Regions from separate parts of the Oryctolagus cuniculus genome. Here region 2 is linked to region 1. A link is a contact called in public Hi-C data. All regions are on one chromosome and are shown on one strand. The core of a region is the stretch at or near the end of the contact, and the rest is flanking DNA. Distances in the headings are between cores, read along the strand shown. Region 1 has its middle 66 kb from the start of RASSF3. Region 2 overlaps RASSF3 (Ras association domain family member 3).

Region 1 (7,866 bases), core at 1,922-4,421:
ATGTTTTAGGAGGGCTGGGGATGGGGTTGGGGTAGGGGGCAGCAGGCAGAGGGGAATTCCTGGAACTGGTCTTTCAAGTGTTCTGAGCAATTGGTCTCTCAGGTGGCTGTGGAGGCTGGGGTATGAAGGCTGTAGGGTATGAGACCCAGTTGAGTTTCAAGGGCAAGGAATACGTTCCAGTGTTTATCTCCTCTGGGCAATGAGGGAGAATGGCTGAGGCTCATGTCCTTGTTCCATCAGAGCTCCTGTCTACTGGTTCATTCCCCAAATGCCTCTCAACAGCCAGAGCTGGGTCAGTGCTGAAGCTGGGAGCTGGGAACTCAATGCAAGTTCCCCAAGTGGGCGGCAGAAATCCACTCACTGGAGCCAACACTGCTGTATCCCAGGACTGCACTAGCAGGAAGCTAGAGTCAGGAGCCAGAGCCAGGCATCCAACCCAGGCATTCCAATATGGGATGCAGTGTTGGGGTCTTAAGCTTGAGGTTAGCCCCTGACCAGCAGGGGCAGTGCAAGCACTCCTCGACAAGGCTAATGGGAAAGGTAAGGTCGCGGGTCAAGCACACAGCAGCAAGCACCGTGAGTTCTGTCAAAGCAGGAACTACTTTATTGAGGAAGTGTACAGGCTTATAAAGCTTATGAAAGACATGCACAGTAGGGGAGCCAATCAGAGAAAAGGTCATGCAGGCATGGGTGGACCACGCACAGGGGCATCTTAAGCAAAGAATAGGGATCACGCACTGTCCACGTGTCTGGAACTAAAGCAAACCAATCCCTGCAAGTGGTCTGATCTTACGTAGCTTAACCGCAGCAGCCGCAGACACGCCCCTCGAACATCCGCCAGGCGCCATATTGTAATGGAGGCTTCAGGCAATGCCCAACAATGCAGACGTCATAACTGGTGTCTTAATCACTTGGCCAAATGCCCACATCTTGGCATTGCTTCTTTCTTTTTTTTTTAATTTTTTAAATTTTTAAATTTTTTTTTTTTGACAGGCAGAGTGGACAGTGAGAGAGAGAGACAGAGAGAAAGGTCTTCCTTTGCCGTTGGTTCACCCTCCAATGGCCGCCGCGGCTGGTGCACTGCGGCCAGCGCACCGCACTGATCCAAAGCCAGGAGCCAGGCGCTTCTCCTGGTCTCCCATGCGGGTGCAGGGCCCAAGCACCTGGGCCATCCTCCACTGCACTCCCTGACCACAGCAGAGAGCTGGCCTGGAAGAGGGGCAACAGGGACAGAATCCAGCGCCCCGACCGGGACTAGAACCCGGTGTGCCGGCGCCGCAGGCAGAGGATTAGCCTATTGAGCTGCGGCGCCAGCCAGCTTTGCTTCCTTCTTTAGGGCTTGTTGCATTGGAAGCTTCACTCTGGGTTATAATTTTAGAAATAATATGATGGAATATATTAATATTTTGTCCACCATCTTTGTCATAATACATGAGACTTGAACCTGTTTTATTATGCATTCAGGATGTAGTCTTGTTGACAGATGGATTCTCTGCTGCTTTTGAAAATGGGACATAAAATTTGAATGTGTGTGTTGATTGTTTTTCTTATCAGTTAAAGAACCTGAGAATGATTATCTTGCTGAGGAATTTACAGTTCCTCCCCCGATACACCTGCCCAGTTAAATCTCTAACCACTACAGTAATTCCCTCTTATCCACTGAGGATATGTCCTAAGACCCCCAGTAGATGCTAGTGGATAGTACCAAAGTCTATACAAAGGGACTTCAAACAGTTTAGGGAGGGGCAAGCATTTGGTCTACTGATTAATACTGAGATCCCTGTAGAATGCTCTGCTACTAGAATGCTCTGCTTCCAGAACCAGTTTCCTGCTAATGTGCACACAGGGAGGCAGTGAATGATGACTCAAGCACTTGAGTCCTTGCCATCCATGTGGGATATCTGGGTTGAGTCCTCAGCTCCCAATCAGCCCTGGCCATTGTGGGTATTGGAAAATGAAACTGCAGATGGGAGTGTTTTCTCTCTCTCTCCCTCCCTTTCAATCTCTCAATTAAATAAATAAATGCATTTTGTAAGATTCATGAAAACAAAAAGATAAGCTTATTTTGGTGCAAACAAATTGAAATCTGTGCCTATGAGAGGTGTTCAGAAAGATCAGAGGGGCCAGCATGTGCTGCAGCTGATTAAGCTGCCACGTGCGATGCCATATCCTATGCTGGAGTGCTGATGGGAGTCCCAGCTGCTCTGCTTCCAATCCAGCTCCCTGCTATTGCACATGGGAAAGCAGTAGAAGATGTCCCAAGTACTTGGGCCCCTGACACTCTGGTGGGAGAGCAGGGTGGAGCTCCTGGTTCCTACCTCATTCTGGACCAGCCTAGCTGTAGTGGCCAACTAGGGAGTGAACCAGTAGATAGATGGAAGATCTGTCTCTGTTACTCTGCCTTTCAAATATAATGAATTTATAAATAACCTTTAAAAAGTTTTTTAAGTCAAGAAAACGTGTATTATAAAAAATGGTACATGGATTTCAAAAAATTTTGCACCAACATTAACTTTTCTTTAATTCTGTTTTTCCATGAGCTTTTTAAGGCACTCATATGCACTGTGCTTTCCTATACGTACAAATCCATGATCCACTTCCTAATAGAGCCTTAATCTGGGTTCTGCTAGCACCTCCATCCTCACTCACTCCGTCTCCGTGGGCTGCTGAGATTCCAGACTAAGCGGTACAACTGGCAGTGAGTGATGCCTGTTTCTCTGCATGCTCACCATTAGCATCTGCTCCTCCCACACACCAGAGTGCTTCTTAGAAAGGGGACTTATTTTTTTTTTCCCAAAAGGTCAAGGCCACTTCACTACATGATCTTCAGGTGTCACGTCATTTTCTAAGAGCCTGCTGGCATGTCTGTGTAGGATTGTCAAAATTGGGCTGCAGTCCTTACTTTGCTTCATATGTGAATGGAACTGTTATTCACTTTGGAGCCATGGGGCTGACTGTCCATGACCCCCTGAGCAGATTCGTGGTTTGCCACTTGTTTTGCCCCAATGAAGTTAATTCTTGATCACAACAGCCATAGCCGTCTGGAAGTGTTTGTTCACTGTGTGTGGCTCATATATGCTAAATTGTCAGTCAACTTAATTACACTTGGCAGGGGCTTAGGAAGCTAATGGGGAATCTGCACAGGGCATGAATCATAGATTTTTCTGGCAGGCTGATGGCTTCATTTTAAGTAGCAACTGATGTGACTCTTACCACTGGAGCTTATTGGAGTTCCTGCAAAGTTGTACCAGCCTTAAAATTAACCTCAGAAAATGCCTGTGTCACAAGGAAAAAAAAAAAAAAAGCCTGGACTAAGAAAGCAGTTTGTAATTTAATAGGATGAGAGAGCAGGGAGGATAATAGAAGTATTATGAGAAGTACTAGGGAGAACAAATATATGCTTGTTTGACCTGAAAAAAAAAGTAGAGTTCAAGGGTACGGTTTAAACAAATGCCCTAGGAAATTTCTCAGAGGGCACCTGGACTACTGATAATTGAATGAGTTACATTATTTTTATGCCAATTTTTAAAAAGTTATATTGAGCTCTACTCTGTGGCTATAAATATGTTTTAAGGTAATTTTGTATTTAATTTATATTAGCTCAATTGTTTTTAAATTATCAACTTCAAGATACAGAGGTTGCTGTTTTAGTGAGCTCTAGTTTTGATTCAACAGACAGAGCTAAGCTGATCATGTGAGACAGCTTTCTAATGAAATTCTTCTGTGGTAGAATGAGAATTTCCCCATTCGGGGCTGCCATACTAGCATGTGAGTTCCTGTAGGTACAATTAGAGAATAAAGATATGGACCTCATAGAAGGCCATGAGCACTGAATTAATTATAAACCGGATATTTCCTTTGCGTGAGACATACTCAACACGTGGTGCTGAAATACATTGTTTTAATTCTCTAATTGACAGCTTTACTCTTATTGGCTTTAAAGGTGCAAAAATGGCAAACAGTGGTTCTAAGATCATTCAAGGGACTCACAGTCGTGGCAATATCTCAAAATGTGGGGTCGGCTGATTATGTTGCAAGATCTCCTGGTCCTGGGATAATCCTCAATGCTGTTGGCCGTGGCACTGCAGGAGGGCTGAAATTCAGAATGCTCTCAGCTCGGTGCAGTCCCAAGCTGAAATTCTTGGAAGCTTTAGAATTTTGCCCCAAAACAAGAAAACAATTCTCTTGCTCTTATTTTGTATCCACTTCTAAATATACCAATAGAATTTGGTGGGGGGAGGCTGGAGTTGTGGCACAGTGGGTTAAGCTGCCGCCTGCAACACTGGCATCCTATATGAGTGCCAGTTTGAGTTCTGGCCATTCCACTTCTCATCTGGCTCCCTGCTGCTGCATCTGGGAGGGCCCGAGAGAATGGCCCAAGCACTTGGACCCTGCCACCCAGTGGGAGACCTGGATGGAGTTCCAGGCTCCTGACTTCCGCCTGCCCAGCCCTGGCTGTTGTAGCCATTTGGGGAATGAACCAGCAGATGGAAGATTCCTTTCCACTTCTCTCTCGCCCCTAAACCCCTTTCTCAGTCACTCTGTCTTTCAAATAAATAAATAAATCCACAAAATATATATATATATAATGAGATAAGGAAAACAGCTGCAGTTATTAAAGTCCCTGGAGGTTTGCTTAACTGTTAGGAGAGATTGGACTTCCAGTCTAGATCCTATAGGCCACAAAGTCATTGTTAAAATCATCCTTTACTTGCTCCTTTGTAATTGACTTTAAAACACACAGGTGTTTAATGACCCCCTCTATAATAGCAATCATTAGGTTCAACCCTTAAAATTGCCCATTTATGTGAGTCAGGAATGGTTGAATACCAGTTAATTTTATGCGGTTCAGCCTCAAACATACCTAGGGGATTAGCCTTCATTACAAGTTAATGATAATGTTCTCATTACCCTCAGGGGCTTCCACCGCCACTCCTGTCCATTGGGAACCCTTGGCAAGACGGTCAACAGCCGGGCAGAGCCCCCAGTCTTCCTGGGCCCCAATGGAGACAGAGGTGAAGGTGGATTGTGCATGTGATAGTACGACCACCAGGGGGAGCTCTATCATTAATTCCTGTATGTCCCTGTGGCAGCCACAGATTTCAGTGAAAGCAGTCAGTATGCAATGATGGCTTGTATTTACTGAGTACTCACTGCATGGTACTAAAGTTTTTGGACACACAACCACTATCATTATCATTTTTTGGTTAACATTAATCTTCGATGTTCATGTTAGGTATTTAATTTCTCATCATAACTCTATCAAGATATTATTTCTACTAAATAAAAAGGTTATTTATATATGTATTTAATTTTTTGAGAGGCAGAGAGACATAGGCAGAGAATGAGTTCCCTTCTGCTGGTTCATTCCGCAAATGCCCACAATGGCCAAGTGTCGGGATACAAAGCCAGGAACCGGGAACTCAACCCAGGTCTGCCAGGTGAGGAGCTGGAACCCATTTCGTTGGGCCATCACCTGTTGCTTCCCAGAGTGTGCCTGTAGGCTGCGGTGAGGAACCAGAGCCAGGTGTCAAACGCAGGGATTCTGCTGTGGGGCAGAGGGCCCTAACCCCTAGGTCAAAGGCTCATCGCTAATTCTACTTTTATAGAGAGACTGAAGTTTACAGAGGTTAAGTGATTTTACAAAGGTGAAAAATAAAACAGAGTTTGTCCACAGGCTCAGCCCACCTTTAAAGTTTTCTGTCCTTCCCTCCTTTTTCTCTTCTCCTACTGGAAATCCAAAGGAGGTAAATGCTTGCTTTACAATAAAAAAATTTTAAAAAGAAAACATTTTGTTTTGTGTAAATTACTTCTCAATATGTTTAACATCTGGGGAAAAAACAAAAGGAGAAAGAAGAAGAAAGAAGAAGAGGGGAGAAGTGAGGGAGAATACTTGCTGGGTGGCCTTGATAGAGTCATGCTCCTCTGTGTTACATTAATCCGTGTGTGCAGTAATGTAATAATACCTACTTCAAAGGGTCGTCATGGAGATTTAATGAGCTAATCATAGAGAAGTATGTAGTCCAGTGCTTGGCAGGAAAATACTCAATTAATATTAACTAATATTGCTGTTTCCTTTACTCTCGCAGCAGGTAGAGTAGGCATTGGGCCTAGAACTAAGGTAGGTAGCGTATCTATGGTAAATGAATGAGGAAACTTGAGTTTCAGAGAAGCTGAGCAACTTTCCTAAGACCTTTGGCTAGTTTTATGACTGTAAAATATTTCAACAAGTACTATCAGTTTTTCTGCCGGTGAGACTGAGAGATGAGAGGTCTTCAAAAAGTTCATGGAAAACGTGTGTTGCAAAACAGCTATGCATGGATTTCAATCTTTTGCAACAAAATGTACTTGCCTTTTAATTCCATTTTTCTACAAACATTTTGAGAAACCCTCAAATCTTCAAATGCACAGCAATGTCAACCCACCTTCCACAAGTGCTGAAAACTGTCCAGTAGCCATGAAGAAACCCCTGATGTTGGTCAATCTGAGACCAAAATCACTCCATCCCAAACTTAGAGAGGAGCGTTCAGCTGCTCTCCTTCAATGCTGCAATGTGACTCTGGACAATCCGCAGTATCTCTTTATGTTCTGATGGCCTTGAGGCAGTGTGGTTTGGGGAGCTGGGGATGTGTTTTAAAGGGGGAGGAGGAAAGCAATAAAGGAAAGAGAATGTGAAAGCCAAGACCTGCTACCCTCAAGAACCTGGGCAAGAGATCTGAAGCCTGGTCTGCATGGTCCTTATTTCCAAGATTAGCAACTTGCTTTCTACTTCTGTGACCCCAGGGTTTGATCAGCAGTGGTTTTCTGCCAGTGTGCCTCTCCGTGTTCCGTATCATGCAGTTTCATGTGCTCCCCACCAGCTCGAGAGGCCTGAAAGTTGTTAGCTTTTTCTTTTCAGTGTCTTTATTACTGTAACTCCTGAAAGGCCAGTTCAATAATTAGACTAGGTTCAGTCATTAGCTAAGAGAAAGGGTGATGTCTTCTAGTGGATTGAAACTGCGAAATAAAGAGGAAGCAAATAACCACTTCTAAGTGCTCCTTCCCCTGGTGCAGAACCACTGGGAGCAGGTGGGAACTGCAGTGGTTAAATGCCCCTGATACTGGGCCAGGGAGCGAGGAAAAGGCAGTGCCTGAGACCTGTAGAATTGGTAAGCTACTGCCTAAGAAAGCTGGAATTTTACGAAGAATTCCACCAAGACAGCTGCTTTGGGATAATACATCCTTCACAGGAAGAAATGGGCCATTCTAGGTCAAAGACACCAGATCTCAGAAGGCAGTGAGACCTTGACGTTAGTCATCCTGATCAGACTCACGACCTATGACAGCTAACCAGTCACTGCTTCAACCTCTCCCCCAGGGGGTACTTATTCATTTAAGAAGCTGTGATGTGGTTTGAAAGACAGTAAATTCCTTGCTATTGGACACATCCGTGTCTCCCTATAGTTTAATCATTGATCCAGTCTCTGATCTGAGGAACAAAACCACATGTTCTTCTCTCGTAAGGCTCGTGACCATCCCACTCCTCTCTAGGTGATTGGTCCCCTTTATTTTATTTATTTATTTATTTGATTTTTTGAGGGGCAGAGAGAATGCGACACACAGAGAGCATCCATCCACTGATTCACTCCCCAAATGGGTGCAAACAGTGAGGCTGGAATCCAGGAACTCAATCCTGGTCTCCCCTGTGGGTGGCAGGAACCTGATTACTTGAGCCATCACTGCTGCCTCCCAGGGTCTACCTTAGCAGGAAGCTGGAGTCAGGAACTGGAGCCAGATATCAAACCCATGCACTGTAGTATGAGACGCAGTTGTCTTAACTGCTAAGCCCAGTGCCCACTCCCACTATTCTGGTTTAAATGTGATGGG
Region 2 (7,866 bases), core at 3,929-6,428, 140 kb after region 1:
CACAAGGGAGTAGCCTTTTAGTTTAGAAAGGCAGTGGAGGGGCTTTGGGAATGCTCTGCAAGACACAGGAGGATGCCTGGGTGCCCGAGGCTTCCGGGCATGCACTCCATGCTGGGGTGCGTGTGCACGTGGGGTGGCACCCCGCCCTCACAGCCACATAAAATGAGTGAATGATGTTTTGATCTATCCGTCTGAACTCCATACCCACATTCAGTGAATGAGAAAAAAAAATGTTGAATGCTAATTCCAGGGCAGGCGGCTAGTGGAAATTACACCAATGGTGGTGGACAGCAGTGATTTAGGGATTTAACTGCGTGCTCATTTGAAGTTGATGTGTACCTGTGCGCCATAGATCACTTAAATTTTCTCAAGGTGTTTTTTTATTTTTATTTTATTTTTTGTTAAAGCCTAATACAGCTATAGAAGAAAATATATTGACCTTGACATGCTGTTGCATGGGATAAAACCCAGCTGAGTTGTGTGTGCACATTTTTTTTTTTTTTTTTTTTTTAAATTTGAGAATGATGGGGGAGGGAACACCAGTGAACAACCTCCCTGACATTGCCATGTCGAAGCCAGGAGCCAAGCACTCAACCCAAGCCTCCCACATAGCAGGGAGGAAACTAGTTGCTCAAGCTGTCACCACTGTGTGCCACGGTCAGTGTTGGCAGGAAGCAGGAAGCTGGAGGCAGGAGCCAGGGAAGTGAGTGTAGTGAACCCAGGTACTAACAAATAGGATGCAGACTTTTTTTTTTTTCTCCTTTTTCCTTAAAAGCAGAATCTCAGACAGAGAGAGACAGAGAAAAGGAACTTCCATCCACTGGTTCTCCCTCCAAATGGCCCGGCTGGGTCAGGCTGAAGCCAGGAGCCTGGAACTCCATTTGGGTCTCCCACGGGGGTGGCAGGTGGCAGGGGCCCAAGCAGGGCCCTGGGGGTGCATGCATAGCGTGAGACACGTGTGCAGCTCTGCTCAAAGCCATCAGAGCTTGTGTTCTGATGTCTTGGTTTGTCTGTGGCTGCTAATTCTAAATTAATTTGTGGAGAGATTTGCTCCTAGCTAGTGTCATGTTTGTTCAACAGTATATTTTCATTGTTTTTATGAGAGTTACAGATCATTTTTAAAGTTTCTTATTTTGCTTTCTAAAAGGAAGAGCTGAACTAAATTTTAGCACATTTTGGGAGCAATACTCATTTAAATTTCTTTTAAAATATTTCCTCTTAAGAGAGAGAGTGAGTTAGTTTCCATCTGCTGCTTCACTCCCAAATGGTTGGCTGAAGTCAGGAGCCAGTCATTCCCTCTGGGTTCTCCACTTGGGTGGCACCAGCCCAAGTACTCGGGCATCTTCTGCTGCCTTCGTAGGTGCATTCGCATGAAATTTGATTAGAAATGGAGCAGCCAGGACTTGAACCACTGCTGTGACGTGTGATGCTGGGGTCGCAGGCGGTGGCTTCATCTGCTTCGCCACAACGCCAGCCCCATTAGTTGCTCCTTAATCAAGGCACAGTGTACATTGGGCAGATGGAAAAGAAGTAAAAGGGGTTTTGTTCCACAGCAGGCCAGGAAGGGGTTGGGGTTATCCCTGATCTGAGGAGGAGGAGGGGGTCAGGATGGAGGGTGGTCTTGGGACTGATTAAGGACCGTTGGTAATGTGCTGTGTTTCCTCACCCAGTCTACGCCTGCAAGCTGTCAGACCGGGAGCATCCACTGTACCTGCGTTTGGTGGCAGGGCCCAGAACAGACACACTTAGCTTTGTTCTTCGTGAACATGAAATCGGAGAGGTAAGTGGTTGTTCATTATTGCTTTAAACTGAACGGAGCAGCTGGCCCTGTTTTATTGTTCCAGTCTGGTGGCTCGGCCACAGGGAAGAAAGAGCGAGAGGGGCAGAGGAGTGGGGGAGAGAGAGAGGAGATTCTGAATGAGTGAGCCCCAAGTTAACCTGCAGTGTAATTCTCTTACAATACTGTGTTGGTCTGCAATTTTCAGAGGTCGGAGGAAGTGAAGATTTTAAATTTCCATCTAGAGAGTCATTTCCATCCCTTCCTGCCTCCACAGCACTCTTACCCAGCTGAACTTTGAAAGTTGACACTCTCCATATGTTTGCTACTTAACAGGAGTCTTCAGGCCAGTTTCTCTCTAAAGGGCAATGTAGGAAATCTGATCGCTTTACCACGAAAGACATTTGACTTTGGAGAGTCTCCCCCTTCTTTGCCCAGTCGAATCATTAATAAATTCTCTGAGTGCATCGTCTGCCTTCTGTTTCCAGGAAGATTGTACTGGGGCCAGTTCAGAATAAAAGCTCTTGAGACTGTCCTCTAGAAGTATCAACCTGAGAGTGACACGAGAACACATCTCTTAAGCTCTGGGCCTCTGTCTTTTGTTTAGAACAGGAGACGATATGGAAGGCGATGCAATGTGGATGTGTTTTCTAGGTTAAAGGTTACGAAACCGTGGGGCAGGCATTTGATGTGTCAGTTAAGAGACCACGTGAGATGCCTGTGTCCCATATCGAAGGACACAGATTTGAGTCCCAGCTCCTCTGGGAGGCAGCAGGCAATGGCTCAAGTACTTGGGTTCCTCTACCCAAGTGGGAGATCTGGGTTGAGTCCCAGGCTCCTGGCTTCAGCCTGGCCCAGCCCTGGCTGTTGTGGGCATTTAGGAAGTGAACCAGCAGATGGGAGATCTCTGTTTGTCTTTCTGATTTTCAAATAAATAAAATTTTTGAAGTTAGGAAACCAGGGCCCTGCTTCCTACTGTATACAAGCCTCAAGGCTTGACCATGGGTAAATCTTGCAGTCATAATGCCCTCTGTAAAGGGGAACTGGGCTGTCTGAAAAGGTGCTCACCGATTAGACATGCATGTAAATGTGCTTTGCAGATAGTATGCTGATGTGTAAATTAGCACTCAGCTCAGGAAGTTTTAGGAAGATTGTGACTTGAGACATTTTTGAAGTTCCTTCTGATCTTGAAGCTTTTAAAGGAATTCCGACTCTGGTTTTGGAGAGGGAGCTGGGTGCAGAGGTCTCATCTGTGCCCGAGAAAGCCCAAGCCAGACTCATTAGCATAGTCTTGTCACTGGTTTATTTTTCTTGCTATAGGGCTTTTAAGGATTTCACATGGTTTAAAGCAACCCTGGGGAGGAATTAGGTTAACTTAGTTTTAAAACTTACTGTACATTGTGTTTCAGGGCTCCAGACTGCTTTCTTGGGCCTGTGTGTGGTGTTCTTGTTCCTCAGTTATTTAAGGGAAACTAACCTGAGGGAGGAAAGCTTCCATAGTTGTCAGGACAGAGGGAGAAGACCCTTTATAATGCCCTTATTTTGAAGACCTTAACGTACAGTTTAATTATGACAAATTCACAGAATATTCTTTTTTGAAAAGATTTATTTATTTGAAAGTCATAGTTACACAAAGAGAGGGCAGACAGAGAGACAGAGAGAAGTCTTCCATCTGCTGGTTTACTGCCCAGTTGGCTGCAACGGCCAGAGCTGCGCTGATCTGAAGCCAGGAGCCAGGACTTGGACCTTCTTCCACTGCCTTCCCAGGCCATAGCAAAGAGCTGGATCAGAAGTGGAGCAGCCATATGGGATGCTGGCACTGCAGGTGGTGGCTTTACCCGCTACGCCACAGCGCTGGCCCCTCACAATATTCTAATGTAATATTTTGCTCTTCTGTTCCATGTTTCTCACTTTACAAAAATTATTTTTTAATTTATTTATTTGTTTTTAAATATTTATTTATTTATTTGAAAATCAGAGTTAGAACTTCTATCCACTGGTTCACTCCCCAGATGACTTCAACACCAGGGCTGGGCCAGGCTGAAGCCAGGAGCCAGAAGCTTCATCCTGGTCTCCCACGTGGGTGCAGGGGCCCAAACACCTGGGCCATCATCTGCTGCTTTCCCAGGCCACCCTCAGGGAGCTGGATCAGAAGTGGAGCAGTCGGGATTCCAGCCGGCGCCCATATGGGATGCTGGCAGTGCAGGCGGCGGCTTTACCCGCTGTGTTACAGCATCAGCAGCCCCTTGCTTGAGTCCTGACTCCGAGTTCAGTACCTGGCAGGATTTTGTGTGTGTGTTGTTTCACAGTGGGAAGCCTTCAGCCTTCCAGAGCTGCAGAACTTCTTGCGCATGCTGGACAAAGAAGAAGACGAGCAGCTGCAGAGCCTGAGGCGGCGCTACTCTGCCTACAGACACAAGCTGGAAGAGGCCCTGGGCGAGGGCTGGAAGCCCGGGTAGAGCGGCCGGCTCCCTGCCAGGAAGGCACGCGGCGGGACCCACGCACCCAAGTGCCTCGCTTTGCAGAGGGCTGTGTGCTCGCCCTGGGACGCTAGGGTCTTCCCCCTTTTCTCTCTAGATCTAGTTCCTACGACCTGGTCACGCAGCCTCCTGCACCTTTAGCCACTGTGTAAGGGACTCTGCTAGCTTGTTCCATGGCAGCGAGCGGGGGCCCGCAGGCAGCCTTGGCAGGAGCGCCTACAGTGCTTGGAAGCATGAACTCTGGGTTTTTGTGTTCTTATCTTCTTTTAGGTTGTTGTAGTTCTGTGAGGATGATGTTAAGCTTCAGGATGTGCAGATGGCTTTTTCAAAGCTTAACGAGGAATCTCTCAGAATGCTCGTTCTGTGTTGAAACTACCTGTCCATGTCTGGTTTTGTAAGTGTCGAGAGGAAACGATCCATGTGAATTCGAAGGCACGGGAGTCTAGGAACGCCTAGACATCCGTGGAGGAGTTCGACGAAGAACGTTCAGAGCAAGTTTGGAAGAAGGCACGTGTGGAGGCAGAGACGCGGAAGGCCCGGGACACGCTGGGCTGCAGAGTTGGTGGTAGAGGCTTACAGAGTGAAAGGCATTCAGTGTGGAGATACTCAGCCCGTTTTAGGATTGCTTGATTGCCTTGTGGGTTCAATGTGGGAACAGAGCCAAAGAGGTAGGATCTAAGCCAAAGGAGGGAGCCAGGAGCTGTGAGCTGAGCGCAGGATGCGGCCTGGACATAGCGGGGCCTCGCCCAGCCAGGGCTGCGCTCTGGGGAGTGGAAGGTCTGACTGGTTCGGGCCTCGGCCCTTTACTGCCTCCTGTTTTCCCCGCCAAAAGTTGTTTCCAAAGTAAGGGCAGCTGGTTTCCCCTTGACCGTCAGCTGGGAGCAAAGGGCCCTGAGCAAACTTGGGTGACAATCACTCCCTGCCCATTTTCTTCAACCCCTCTCCCCCGCCCAGTCCTTGTCCCCTGTCCTGCCTTTTCTCTTGCCTTCCCGGCCCCACCCCCTTCCTCCATCCTGCCTCTCCTTCTCTTCTCTCTCCTCCTGATTGATTGAAGAGCGAGGGCCACCCCAGCCTTCTCTGTTCTACGCAAGGAGGGAGAAAAGGCCCCCGCCCCCGCTGACCTCACCGCAGGCGTTTGTCCGGCTGTAATGTAACGAAGGCGCCCGTTCCTTCCAACCAAAGAGATGCTTGTGCAATAGAAGCCTTCCTTAAAACAGGCGGCGTGACCTCATTTTACGCAGCAGCGTGTATCTGCAAGCGGGGAAGGACGTGCTGTGGTTTCAGAGGGGCCTTATGTCGTAGCTTTATCTAGAGTTTTTTTTTGTCTTGTTTTATAAATTCCCAAGGAATTGTTAACACTTTGGTGACACCTAATGGATTCCTATTGAAATTCCAAGGTGCTTCAGTTCTTTGCCTCTTCGGTGAACTGTGCCTTGTATTTCTGTCTCCCTGCTTTTCAGAGAATCCCCTTGTTGCTGGAGGCAGATTCCACATTGGTTCTGCTGTGGCACCTGAGTTACTGAGACAATCGTTATCTTCATAAGCTTTTCAGGAAAGTTGGAAAAAAAATAGAAGTAGAACTAGCTATAAAATATGTATGGCACCTCTTGTTTAATTTTGCATGTAACTTCTTAGTGCATTGATGAGGCTTTAGTGACATTGTCATCTGACACTTTATTGTTCAGGGACTGCCTTTGTGAGTTGTGTACTGGTTTTACTGTTCAGACCTTGAGGCTTGAGTATGCTGTCGTCAGCCACCTGGTCTTTTAATTACTCAACCCAGTGAGTTTATATTTGGTGAAGCATTTGTTTCTCAGATTAAGACACTGTTAGAACTTAAGGTAGTAGCTGATGGGTATCTGTGAATTTTTTTTTTTTTTTTACTTGAAGTAGAGATTTGTCTAAAACAGGCATCCTCAATCTGTATTTATCCGGAACCTCGCTCACTGTCATGTGCACTACAAGTTGCGATTTGGAAAACTTAACTGTCTTGGAATCCTGCCAGGTCGTGGTTCTTGAAGACTGATGTTCTCTCCCAACACTGGAAACTGCAGCAGCATTTGTAATGTGTCAAAGAAGGAAAACGGCCCCTACCGCCGAAGACTTGTTACAAATCATTGTGTGATCATCATTAGCGTTTCCAAGCTTTGCCTGATGCTGTTTCTCTTCAGTAGGTGATGGTACAGGGAAGATGTTACACGCAGGGGCGGTGTTGCAGGGCAGCATTGAAATCGCAGAAGTAAAAAAGTTATAATATTTATAATTTTGATGAGTTTATTTTTATAGGGAAGATTTTTCTCCCCTAAAATTATTTCTGGAATGGCAAAATTGTTTCCATTATTAAAAATTGAAGTTGTTAGTTGATGCTTGCTTGTGTGTCTTTATTTATGAGACTATGCTAGACACAAAAAAGGTCCCAGGAATGGGACAAGCGGCTTTTGTAGAATATGGGGTGGTGCCTGCGTGCAGTCACTTTTACAGGGCTGGGTGGGGCACATGGTTCTTCGAAAGGCCCTTTTTCCTTCGCCTTATTCTCTGTAGAAAAGTAACAGCCCACATAGCCCACTCCTAGTTTACTTGCAACAGTTGTTTTCATTGTGAAATATACATAAATCCAACAACATGTTAAAGCATAGCAACAGTGTCCGGAGTTCCGAAAGAGGACGCCCTGCTACCGCTGCCACAGTAGCCCCTCCTCTCTTCACCCCGTTCTGGCTCCAGGGACTCCTGCCGTAGAGATGGGCACTTCCAGCGTCATGTGTGTCTTCCCCAGCTGGGTTGGAGGGGGTTTGGGGAATCGCCCTGGCTCTGAGGTTGCACCTGGGTGCCCTGCAGCACAGCACTGCCCCCTAGAGCACAGGAGAGGGAGCAGCCTGGTGGTGCCAGGCAGCATGGAGGAGCGCTCATCGCACACGCCACAGCTGCTTCCTAAGCAAAAATGTTCTGGCTGGAAATTATGGCCGCTAGGTTGTTTTCCTTTTTTTGCTGAAATATCTAGAGGAATCTAGTTTGGGGGTTTATTCTGGGTTACTACTCAAGGGGCCAGGCTGGGGGTCAGTGGGGAGGGGGAGGCGAGGAAAGAAAATATATTCCTTAAAGAGAGTTTGCTTCCTGCCCCTGGCTTTTTTTTTTTTTTTAATGTTTTCACCCATTGGTAACTGTTGTTGAAATACTCACATTACAGAAATGTTATTGTGCTACTGTGGTATATTTGGCCTTTGTCCACAGTTCCTTGCTCATAATTTTCCTCCCCAAGCAGGTCAGGGAAATGTGACTCTTTCCCTGCATTTTTCCCATCTTGGAGCTGGCTGTAAAAAAATTGCCTCATCTGATAGTAGATCGTGAGACTCGTGTTTCCAGAGGGGTCCTGCCCCATACCCGCGAGGAAGGAGTGCTGGGCCGAGAGGCCAGGAAGAATCTGGACAGACAGGCCTCACCGGCTTCCCGCCGGGTCCTGTCCTTTTCATTTATTCACATTTCTGCGTGGGTATCCACGCTTCAGTGATGTTTACGCAATGGAGACTCCGAAAAAGCCAAAAAGGACCGGGCTTTCAGTGCCGGTGGACGGCAGCACACATGGGGTTCCCGGGAGTCAAGTGCCTGGGAGCA

The links. Hi-C and Micro-C count contacts between places; a contact is called where the count stands out from the background.
Region 2: a Hi-C map of an unstated tissue shows a contact between it and region 1, with 7 times the contacts expected there. The contact joins two enhancer-like sites. A contact is called at or near these places in 6 of 6 Hi-C or Micro-C datasets (ear pinna, embryonic fibroblasts, liver and 3 more).

What each region holds. Positions count from the first base shown.
Region 1 is chr11:66,706,715-66,714,580 of mOryCun1.1, forward strand. No RefSeq gene overlaps it. Among named protein-coding and RNA genes, the nearest start is that of RASSF3, 66 kb to the right of the region's middle. Within about 2 kb of position 3,172, at least 1 of the 8 cell types and tissues checked has an H3K27ac peak or open chromatin away from gene starts, as enhancers often do.
Region 2 is chr11:66,840,918-66,848,783 of mOryCun1.1, forward strand. It overlaps RASSF3 (Ras association domain family member 3), which reads left to right. Exons shown (of 5, transcript XM_051845645.2): 4 at 1,671-1,780; 5 at 4,087-6,621. The coding sequence ends at 4,236. Among named protein-coding and RNA genes, the nearest start is that of GNS, 61 kb to the right of the region's middle. Within about 2 kb of position 5,179, at least 1 of the 8 cell types and tissues checked has an H3K27ac peak or open chromatin away from gene starts, as enhancers often do.